2 separate regions of the Gossypium hirsutum genome follow, and region 1 is linked to region 2. A link is a contact called in public Hi-C data. All regions are on one chromosome and are shown on one strand. The core of a region is the stretch at or near the end of the contact, and the rest is flanking DNA. Distances in the headings are between cores, read along the strand shown.

Evidence for each region. A called contact is a pair of places that touch in the nucleus more often than the background predicts.
Region 1: a Hi-C map of leaf shows a contact between it and region 2, with 1.9 times the contacts expected there. The contact joins the promoter of LOC107928224 here to the enhancer-like site in region 2. A contact is called at or near these places in 6 of 34 Hi-C or Micro-C datasets (all in leaf).

What each region holds. Positions count from the first base shown.
Region 1 is chrD01:62,073,898-62,079,782 of Gossypium_hirsutum_v2.1, reverse strand. It overlaps LOC107928224 (secoisolariciresinol dehydrogenase-like), which reads right to left and starts at 4,446. Exons shown (of 2, transcript NM_001398442.1): 1 at 4,351-4,446; 2 at 1,497-2,469. The coding sequence starts at 4,379. The coding sequence ends at 1,674.
Region 2 is chrD01:61,996,850-62,002,533 of Gossypium_hirsutum_v2.1, reverse strand. No RefSeq gene overlaps it. Among protein-coding and RNA genes, the nearest start is that of LOC107928135, 12 kb to the left of the region's middle. Within about 2 kb of position 3,468, at least 1 of the 9 cell types and tissues checked has an H3K27ac peak or open chromatin away from gene starts, as enhancers often do. A contact at or near this core is called in leaf, where this site is marked.

The DNA.
Region 1 (5,885 bases), core at 3,197-5,696, 76 kb before region 2:
CAAGAAATTCTATACATGCGTAAGCATGTAAGAATCATGTATTTAGAACATAAAAGTGTTTGAAAATAACATATACTAAATAATAAAATGTATGATTTGGAACTAATTAATAATAAAAAATAAAATATGTACGATATTACAAATGAAAAAAAGAGAGACTAAATTGTGAGTAAAACGAAATTTAAACACATAAATACATCAGATTACGAGTACAATAATATATCATGGTGTTGTCATAAATCTAGAGCTAGTGTCGAGTTAACTTGTGACATCAACTCAATCAACAACATTACTAATACTAGAAATTTTATCACACACGTACGCGTATTTAGAACATCAAGGTGTGTTTGAAAATAGCATACAATATATTATGAAACGTATGGTTTGAAATTAATTAATAATAACACATTAAATATATACTATATTAAAATGAAAAAAATGGATTAAATTGTGAGGAAAACGAAATTTAAACACATAGATATATCCGATTAAGAATACTAAATGAGTACAATTGTTTATAATGGTGTTGTCATCAATCTTGTCTTGGTGTCGAGTTAACTTGTGGCACCAATTAAATCAACAATATTATTAATTAATATATATTATGCAAATGATGAAAGTAATAAATTGTGCATATTAAAATAAAAATGTATAAAGAAAAGATTAAAGTGAAGCTTTGGTTTGAGTGATAAATTTAAAATTTTACTAATTTAGTTTGTGTGAGTTTAAATCGCACCATATGCATATTTTTCTTTAAAAAATAGCTAAAGAATGATTTTGAATCAATTGAATCAGAACTGGTTGAATCGGATAAAAATTTGATTGAATTGATGATTGAACCAATAAAACTGAAATTTTTAAATTTTTAATTAAACTGGTTGGATGGATTAACTCATCCATCGAGTTTTAAAAAAAATTCAGTTGTTACTTCTAATTTCTAAGGAGAAATTTAGGGAAGGGAGAAAATAGTTACATCATGTTCTTCATTTGGACGGGATTCCAACACCACAAAATTAATTAATATCTATTTTTCCCAAGCTTCATCACCAGCCATCACCTTCAAATGAACCCAGTTAATCAAATTATTAGTAACGGCGGCCGACGCGATAGTTCGGGGTCGGTTACTGGATTTGTGTTGCCGATGGTGTATAATATAAAAAGAAAAGACTCACGGTTTCAAAAGAAAGGGGGAAAGGATCCCACGGCACAAAGAAAAGCAGAGACCTGAAGGAGAAGCGCATAACCATCATCCGTTACCAGTAACCCAAGAAACAGGGCTATTGATCAGAGAACTGCACGACGGCAATGCTAAATTCTTTTCGAAGATGGCACAATCTATCACTGGGTATAATCCTTTTTTTTTTGTAACTAGTTAATATATACGTTGTTCATCGTTTTTGGTGGAAACTAGTTAATGATATGATACACCGGTTTATCGTGTATATTTAGTAATGTTATCTTATTTAGAGAATAAGTAGATTGGAAAATGGAAGTAATTTTTTCATTTGAACAGCAAAACAAGTGTTATTGATAAAGAAAGGATACTTCAAAAGCATTACAGGAGACTGATCAAATACGACAATACAGTTTTTCATGTGTGTAATTTTGGATGAGTTTTATTTTCCTTATTTAAGAGAATATAATTCAAAGAGTGAAGCAGAGGACTTGGTGGTTTATCCAAAAAGTGCTGCGAATCCCAGCTTCCATGATTGATTGCTGAGACTATACCCTCCATCCAGTGGTAAGTTGACACCACTGATAAATTTAGCCTCATCACTTGCCAAATACAGTGCTGCATGTGCAAAATCTTCAGGCTCCAATACAGTGCCTTTCAACACTGCTGAAGCCGCAATCATCTCCTCTCCCTTCTTCTTATCGGGTATCCCAATTGATTTTTGGAACATTGGAGTCGAAATTGCATGAGGTGAAATAGAGTTGACTCTAATTCCATGCTCACCTAACTCCACGGCCAAGCTCTTCGTCAACCCTGCAACGGCATGCTTCGATGCCTTGTATGCATGGGGGCTACCGAAGCTGATTTTTGAAGCAAGACTTGATGTGAATAGTATGCAACCTTTCTTGGCCGGAACCATGACCCTGGCAGCATACTTGGCACCCAAGAAACCACCCAACACATTGATATCAAACACTTTCTTGAAGTCTTCAGTGCTGGCGTGTGTCACTCTTGTTTCGTTGTCACCATGAGTGCCGGCATTGTTGAACATGATATCGAGCTTTCCGTACTTGGAGACAGCCAAGTTTACGGCATTTTCAACATCGGATTCGCATGTTATATCGCAGTGGACATAGCTGATGTTTTCAGTTCCAAGCTCTTGGCAAACAGAGTCGCCCAGTTCGTCTTGAATATCAGCAATGAGAACCTTGGCTCCATGTTTGACAAAAAGTGTGGCTGTGCACTTTCCTAAGCCACTGGCACCACCAGTTATCAGTGCCACCTTGCCATCCAGCCTGTAACAAAAAAAAAAAAAGAAGAAACAAGGTTTAGATACTAATTGATAGTGTAAATACTTATAATTTTCCCTCCCAATAATAGATCAATTTAGTCCTTATATTATTATTTAGATCTTTTTAATAGTATATAGACTAATTTAGGGGTGAGCAAAACTCGATTCTACTCGAAAAAATTGAAAAAAAATTATAATTTCTAGTTAAACGAATCTAGTTATTCGAGTTAATCGAGTTATTCGAATCAACTCGATTTTTTTTCAAATTTCGAGTTCGAATCGAGTTGAGTTTTCGAATTCGAATAACTCGAATAATTCGAATATCAAACTATAATATTTTACATTTTTACCCCAAACTCCCAAATCCTTTTACTTTTCCCTCAAAACTTTTACTCTTTCTCACTTTCCCCAAAAACTTTTACTCCCCTCCCAACCACCCAATCTACCCAAAATCCATTTCCCATCAAAATTTCTCTCCCATTTACTTTTTCTCAAAATTTTACTCCCAAAACCCTCAAAACCTTTTATTTTCCCCCAAATTTTTACTCCCTCCCACTTTTCCCCTAAAACTTTTATTCCCTTCCCATCCCACCTCCCATCTACCCCAAACTCTCCCCCCTCCAATTTTTTTTAATATTTTCCCTCCAAAATTTTACTTCCCCTATTTACTTTCCCTCAAACTTTTACTTCTCACCCTTTACTCTCAAATAAAAAATTAAAATTATCCAAAAAAAAATCACTAAACATATATAGTAATAATTTTATTTATATCTACTATTTATATTATTAAATTAAATTTCACATTGTATATTATTTATATTATTGAGTTGTTTAGTCATATTGAATATTTATATTAAAATTAAATTCTTAATTATGCCATAAAATATTCGTGTTAAAATTTTATATTGGTATCAATTTCACATTTTATTTTTAAAATAAATTTTATTAAAAAATCATATTTTTACATTTAATATTTTTTTAATTCCAAAATATATAGTGACAAGAATCTAAAAATAATTGAAACAACTAAGCAAGCAAAGAAGCTAACCAGTATATAAAAAATTAATAAATAAATTATGAGGTGGTGAAAGTTAATAAAAAATTAGATTAAGGTGGACAAATTTTATTACGATGGGTGATAGTGGTTACAAGGACCCAAAATTATTTTTTAAAATTTAACTCGAACAAATATATTTGATTCGATTCGAATTTCATCTCACTCAACTCAATTTGAGAAAACTTTAAATAAAGTTAGGATGATAAAATGAGTTTTGAAAACTCGATTAACTCGAAAATTTTCGATTCGATTCGATCGAATGCTCACCTCTAGACTAATTTAATTCATTTAATAATAAAGATATAATATCATTTTTAAAGGACTTATTACATGAATACGCTTAAGTATACTTTCGGTTCAACTTTCTTTCACTTTGAAAACACATTGGTAAGCCTGTTCTAAACACTGTCATGTTTAATACAAGTAGGTTTTTTTTGACAGAAGTACATCATATTGATTTTAATGTTTTGTATTAAATTCGATTAGATTCGTCAATTTTGACCCTAATCTAAAAATTTGATTCGAATAATCTAAATTTAAACTCAATCAAATCAAACTTGTTCTCAAAAAGTCGACAACTTGAATTTACTCAACTTAAACATAAATATAACTTGAATAAGAATTGACCTAAATGAAAATTATTCAAATACGGAATGAGAATGATACAAATAGTTAACTTAGCATGATTTAAATTGTGATGATTCTATTGGCGAACTCAAAATGATTAGAAAATTAAAAAAACATAGATAGAAATAATTCAAAATTAACCTGATTTATTGAATTGAAATATCTAAAATATGAACTTTTGGAATCTTAGGATTTTGTTACCTCTTGGTTATTGAAGAGTCGCAGCTCATGGTGGTTGTGAAGAAAAGAGGCCCTCCCTTTTGCTTTTTCTTTTGATTTCAATGATTGGGATGCTGTGTTTTCTCCTCTTTGTGATTCTGCTGTTTATAACTCCTGGGAGGTGTGACGTTGCTTAAAATTCAACAATGGCGTCGTACTTATTTTATGTTCAAGGCTTTGAAGTCTGTAAATTTGACAAAACGTTTTCCATTATTTTTGCCTTGACTTGTATATTTAGAAAATAGAAAGTAATATTTTTATTTCATATGATATGTATTACTATATTATCCAATTATTTTATTAAAACAGATGCCATAATTAACACAAATTCAATAACAAATATATAAGTATGACATTTCATATATAAAATAAATATTTTCATTTTACATGTATTTAAGAAACTCACTTCATCAAATAATATTTTATTTTTATTTCACAAATCATAAATATTTTCTCCCTCATAATCGGTAGTATTTATTAAATTTTTTTATATGACTATGATGAAGTTTCTTTTTAAAAAAATATTGTATTCAATGCATTCATTGATTAAACGTACTCATTATATAATTTTTTTAACTTAATAATTGAAGTCAAAGTTGGCTAGCTTTAGTTTTTATGAAATGAAAATGAAAAATCTGGCTTGACCAGCACCGCTATCTATTTTATTAAGCACGAAGACTTTTGAAATTGAGCTAAGCGCGGTCACCCTGTCCCCACTTTTCGTCCCATTTGATATAAAATAATGGTCAATATATATTTATTCCATACCTTAGTTTAATTTAATGCTTAAAATTTATATTTTTCTTTTATGTCAATTAAGTGTATGAGTGGTTATAATACTTAATTTGATATTTAAGCTTTTCTTTATTTCAATTAAAATTTATAATTTTTGTTACTAGAGCACATGTGTCAAATATTTATTGGTTATAATTTTTATTTCAATAGACTTATAAATTTGAATCCTAGTCTCGCCATTATCAAATTAACCTGACGATGAACTCTGATCAATAAAGAAAAGACTGTCAAAAACCCTAAGAGACCCACAACATCAATGATGCATAAAAGACTAAGTCTCAGATTGCCTATCATTCTCCTTATCATCTCAAATTTATCACCATCATTAAGATCTATCATGATAAAGCCCTTCGAGAATAGTTCCTAATAGATATAGCGATACCCTTATATTGACAAATCTCACATATATGCAAAAACATGACTAAAAATTAAAAGTAAAAATGAAACCACCTTTATTTTCAAAGAACATAGAGTGAACAAAATAAAAACCATAAAAAATATGGACAAAATAAAATTATGAAATTATGGACAGAATATGTAACTCCCCTCACCCAGGATAAATTGATACATCACGAGCAAGAGATACCACATTCGGACACTAAAGCTAACTTAATTTGAGCATCAAATTTAAGACTTTGCTTGTAACACCCTTTATCTAACCCGATCATCGGGTCCGGGTACCAAATACTACATTAACCCGAAGGACTTAATCAGCTTTAAAT
Region 2 (5,684 bases), core at 2,219-4,718:
TTGGAAGTCGCAACGAGGACGTTGCGAGAATGGGTGGGGGAGAATGTCACGGGCCGCAGTTCAAAGCCCTTGACCATCACACCAAATACATCCAATGGGGGTCTATTACTCAGATGGGGATCATTTGACCTACGAGAACTGGCTCGATTCAAAGAGCTATTGGAGAAGCCTATCAGATTGAAGCCTGGTTGGCTCAATAATGAAGATATGGAAACTTAGGCTAATATGGTAACTAATCTTAGAAGATAGAGGGAATCATATCTTGTAAAGATTAGATTAGATTTGATATGGCATATCTTGTAAATCCCTAAAATAAAGGGATATGGTTAATCTCGTCCGTCGATGTAATTGTATCTTGACCGTCGGTTTTGGGGGAGCTCAACTATAAATAGAAAGCCTCCCCCTCAGTTGTACTCACTCCATTCATTGTTTCATTATTCTTTGTGAATAAAAGAATAGAGAGCATTTACTCAAACACTTTGCGAGCGTTCTTTTTGTTGTTTTTTGTTGTTCTTCTTTTGGCATAAATCGCTTCCGCTCTTCAATTTGGTGCCTTGGAGGAGTTTTAAAAGAATCCTCACTTTTGGGCATAAAGGCTGACTTAAGCGAGTTTGGACGAACAGATCGCCTAAGGCCGCACGGATTGCAAGACGAAAGGTCTAGCCCTGTGACACTAGTAGGTTTCTCCATGGGTTGAGTAGTCCACTCGATTTGAAATCAATTTAAATAAAAAAATATTTTTTAAAAATTAAATTTAATAATAAAAATATAGAATAGTAATATGAAAATATTTGTATATTTTATTAAATTTTAAATAGTGAAATGAGTTTTTTAGATAAGTTAGGTTGGCTAAAAACGAGTCTAGGCTTGAATTTATTTTGGAATAGGATTGTGTCCCGGCTCAGTCCATGAACAAATCTACATACAAGCAATGAGTAATCATCATTTTAACAATAATACCCTTCAACAAATGGCATGAAAATACAACCCTTCTAAAATAAGAAGTTAAAAAGGTATGCAATGAAGTATACAAATAAAACTATTGTTTTCATCAAACTCTTTAGAGATCAAATCTTTTTACGTTAATTTTTATTAAATTTGCGAGTAGCATTAGTAGTTGTAGCTCGCACTAATATAATTTTTAAATTTATATCCATAATATATTTAGAAAAATAAAATGTAAAAGTTGAACTTAAAAAATCAAAACGTAACAACTTCAATGGTATGGAGAAAAAATTCTATTTTGTGATTATGTGCCATTCTCCTTAGTATTTTTTTTAAAATACCTAACAGGGAAGATAGGAATTTAAACATTAATATCTACATGAAAAAGAAGAAATAAAGGGTATAAAATGTAAGCATTAAGGGAATTCATCCTTTTCTATAGAGGGAATTGATGGAATATAAATATTGGGCTCCAAATATTTAACTATCAAAATAACATTTGTTGATTTTATTCATATGACCCACTAATTTATAATTTCAAACTACACTTCAGAGAAATAAAAGAGAGTTGGTGACCTTACCATAATGTGCAAATCCATTTGTTACACCTCTATATTTAATCTCTACCACTTTCAGCAATGGCTTGAAAGCTCTAATATTTAAATTTTGAAAAAAATAATAATAATAATCTTTACAAATTAAATGGATCTTTGCCGATAGAAAGAAAAATCGTAAAACATTATGATTTTTAAATGATGATACTAAAATTATATGGTTTAGATTTATAAAAGATTTCTCGACAAAATATCAGTATATTTATATTGCCATAATATAATTATATTATAGTTTGAGTTTTCATCCTCTTTATAAATTTATAATTGACAAAATAAAAGAATGTATATAACTATTTATAACCTTACTCCAACCCTTAAATCAGTGGCAAATTTAGAGGAGGGCTGGCATGGGCCCAACCCCCCTAAATATAAAATTATTATTTAAGCTCTTAAATTTTTTTAAAAAATTTAAATTAATAAAGGTAAAATTATACTTTGGTCCCCCTAATATTATAAAAATTATAAAGATATAGACTATAAAAAATTAAGATTTCATTCGGCTCCCCTAAAAGATTGATTTGGCTTCGCCCCTGCATTAAATAGGAGGATAATGCGCTTCAACACACTCAAACTAATATTCTACGGCACTGACAATAATACCGATGTGAATCGAGTTAAAATTCAACGGGGTAATAATGAGTTTGACAAACTTATTGTTGCAACTTTTAATAAACAATTTTATTAAGATTGTACTTTTAGATGGTTGAATTTATAGTTTCAGCGTGATTTTCTTCAAATCCATTAATGCCTGAGTATTTATTTTATTTTACCCAAAATTAAATGCGTGATGAATACCAACACCTTATCCAATATTTAAAATATCATACAACTAACTATTCTGTTGATTTTAACCTTAAATTTACCTCAAAAAGCTTTTGAAGTTGTAAGGAATAAATATCCAACAAATCTTTGTATAGGTGAATTAATTCAGTTATTCTGGATTACTCGGGCCTTCAATTGAAGTTTTTAAAATACCGGAGTCTTCGGGAGAATAAAAAATTCACAGACAAAATCGAAAAATTGATTTACCGTTGATTGAAGATCCCCTCAGAAAGGATTCTTTTAATGTTTAACGTTTGAGTTGTATTTACTTTTTCACCAAAAAATAATTAATATTAATATTAACTGAATAATTATTATTAATAATTTCCATCGTCTCAAATTAAACAAGATGATTTAATTTGTATGATATTCAAAAGTGAGTAGATAAAAACGATTGAAAACACCATTAATATTTATAAAAGTTTATGTAATGAAATAAAGTAAATAAATGATAATTGTGAAAATCATCTATACACATGCCTTTCTCGATTGGGTGAATTTTAAAAATTCAAAAAAAAATTATAAAACTTCGAATATGCGTTTTAAAGTTCATTAGTATTTCCATATTTTTTTAAACAATTTAAAATGCTTAAAAAATTCTCTAAAGAAAGCTTTTTGAATTTTCTTAAATATTTTTAATATTTTTAAAAGAATGTTTTTAGATTTATTTTCGAAATTTTGGTAATAATTATATTTTTTAATAATTAATAATTTTATTAATAATATATATATATGATTTTTTTACAATTTTTAATTTTTGAGGATTTTTAGAAAAATCCAATCAATTGTGCACTTACTCGTGGCTATGTTTTTCACCAGCTACATTTATCCTTTCTTGCCATATTATCGTTTATTAACAAAAAGACAACGTTGCTTTAGTTTTCCTCATTTGCTGAATGTTATATGGAATAAATTAACATGGATTGAATTGTTTCTTACTCTATGGTTTATTAACCAAAATAATTATTTTTGTCATCAATTATGTTTATTTACTCAGTTTTTCTACAAAACAAGTATTATACTCCTACCCTGATTAGGGTGCGTGGCAGCACAAGAGCTAACCAAAGACAAAGAACAACGCTATGCCTTATATCATCCGATGATTGTTCAGTCCAACCACCCGTGTAATTCATTCCATCAATGGGAGGGACCATCCATCCTTAACTGTCCGATTGAACTCTCCATTAGACTACCTGATGTTAATGGATGCATTTGAGGGAATTTCTCTCATTTCCTCTCAATAATCCCAAGAGGCTAAACCATCATCCCTTTGTTGGAAAATATCGACATCACATATATAATAAGGGTAATTACATATTATTATTTACTATCATGATAAGTTAGCCCAAATTAAAAATGATCTAATTTGGTTAGAATTTTATTGGGCTTTAATTATTAAATAAAGTATGGGTCAAATATGTGTAGGTACTCTAGTAATTGAATTCTAATCAAATTCTAATTAATGATGGGCTAATTAGGAGTTAGAACTAATATGTCAAGATTATAAATATTAGGGTTATGGTCCCCAAATTACATAACAAGATATCTTTTCTAATATCCCATCCTTAGAAAAGGGAGAGCAAATATTCTCTGAATTTCTTGTGTGCTAATTTAGAAGACCAAATCCCCAAGATCCGTAGATTTCAAGGAATTTATAGATTCAAGTACACTTCTGCATCTAGTTTTGTTCTTGATTTGTTCTTGATAATTTGACATGACAGATCCTAGTTTATTAAGTTTTATTTTAGATTTATTTTACAATTTTAATAAGTGGTATTAGAGCCTTGTTATGTTAAATCATTGAGAACGAATTGATTCTTTATTATTTTTGAGTTGATTCGATTTTTTTTCTTTTTCAAATTTTATGGATTTGATATTTAGATTCGGTTTTTTTTATCATACATGTTAAATCTTTTGGATTTATGTTAATTAGGGTTTAAATTTTCAATTTAATTATTTATATTAAAAAAGAAGTGTGTGATTAGATCTCTATTCTCAATTATATATTAATCTACGCTTGCACTGATGTTTGGTAAATTTTGTTGATTGTACTTTTTTTTGGGCATAACTTCGCTTATTTCATCAGAATTCTTTGGCGCTTTAATGCACTGTTTATTTATTTGTGCAATTAAGGTTCGGTCATTAATGTTTCAGTAGTATTACTTTGATTTTTTTAATGCGACATGCGTGTATATATAAAGGCTTTGCTTGTGTTATATATTCTTTGTAATAAAATAAACGAGAATCAGATTTGGTTTTGAAGTGCATTAAATGCAAGCTGTTTTTTTTTTCTTTAGTTTATTATTATATATTTTAAATAAATTGCAGACATATATATTTTGAGTATTCATACAGCTTCAATTATTATTTGTTGATTAGATTCAATTATGTTTCAATATTCTTTCATTGTTAATCGATAATGAGGAATTAAGTGAACTTATTATTCTAGAATTTCCAAAACTAAGAATCTGTGCATTCTTGATTTCATGAAAGTTGGTTTGACTGTTATTCTTCAATTGCAATAATATGTGTTCAACTCTTAGAATCAATTTTTTTAATTTTGATTATCTATGGTAATATCTTTGAAATTTATGTTTCGAGTATTAGGAATAATAGATTTGGGTTTTGTTATATTGTTATATGGTGGCTATGAATTTTCATAAGTAGTTGTGCATACGAAGGCTTTTATACAATTTGGGATTCTTTCATATTTGTTGGTTATGGATTTTTTTTAAGTATTTGTGCGTATAAAGAAGTTTTATGATAATGTCTTTAGTCATTAATATAAATTTGAGTTTACATGAAATATGTAAGGCAAGCCAATATTATTTTTCTATTATTATAATTTTGTATATATATTATATATATCAATGATTTTGAGGATTATTCAATAAGATATCTTTTATAGTTTAATTGGTGAAATTAAGTTTTGATGGATATCGTTGAAGTTGTTGTTGTTGTTGTTGTTGTTGTTGTTGTTGTTGTTGTTGTTGTTGTTACTATTTGCTATGGTTATATATTCAATTTTACATGTCAACTATATACATATTTAAATAATTTGGTTTTAAGTTTGGTTTTATAATCTTAGGTTTTGGCATCTTATGGTTCCAAATATTTGGTTAAATTATGATGATGTGGTTTATTGTATAAATTGTGGGATATGCCAACTATTATGATTTTGATTTTGAGATTTATTGGCTTGAAAATATTTTCCAAGTATTCATGTGAATTTTTGTTTAATCATAAATACAACTTTGGATTTACATGGTAAATTCAAGGTAAGTTTTTCTATTTGATTATGGA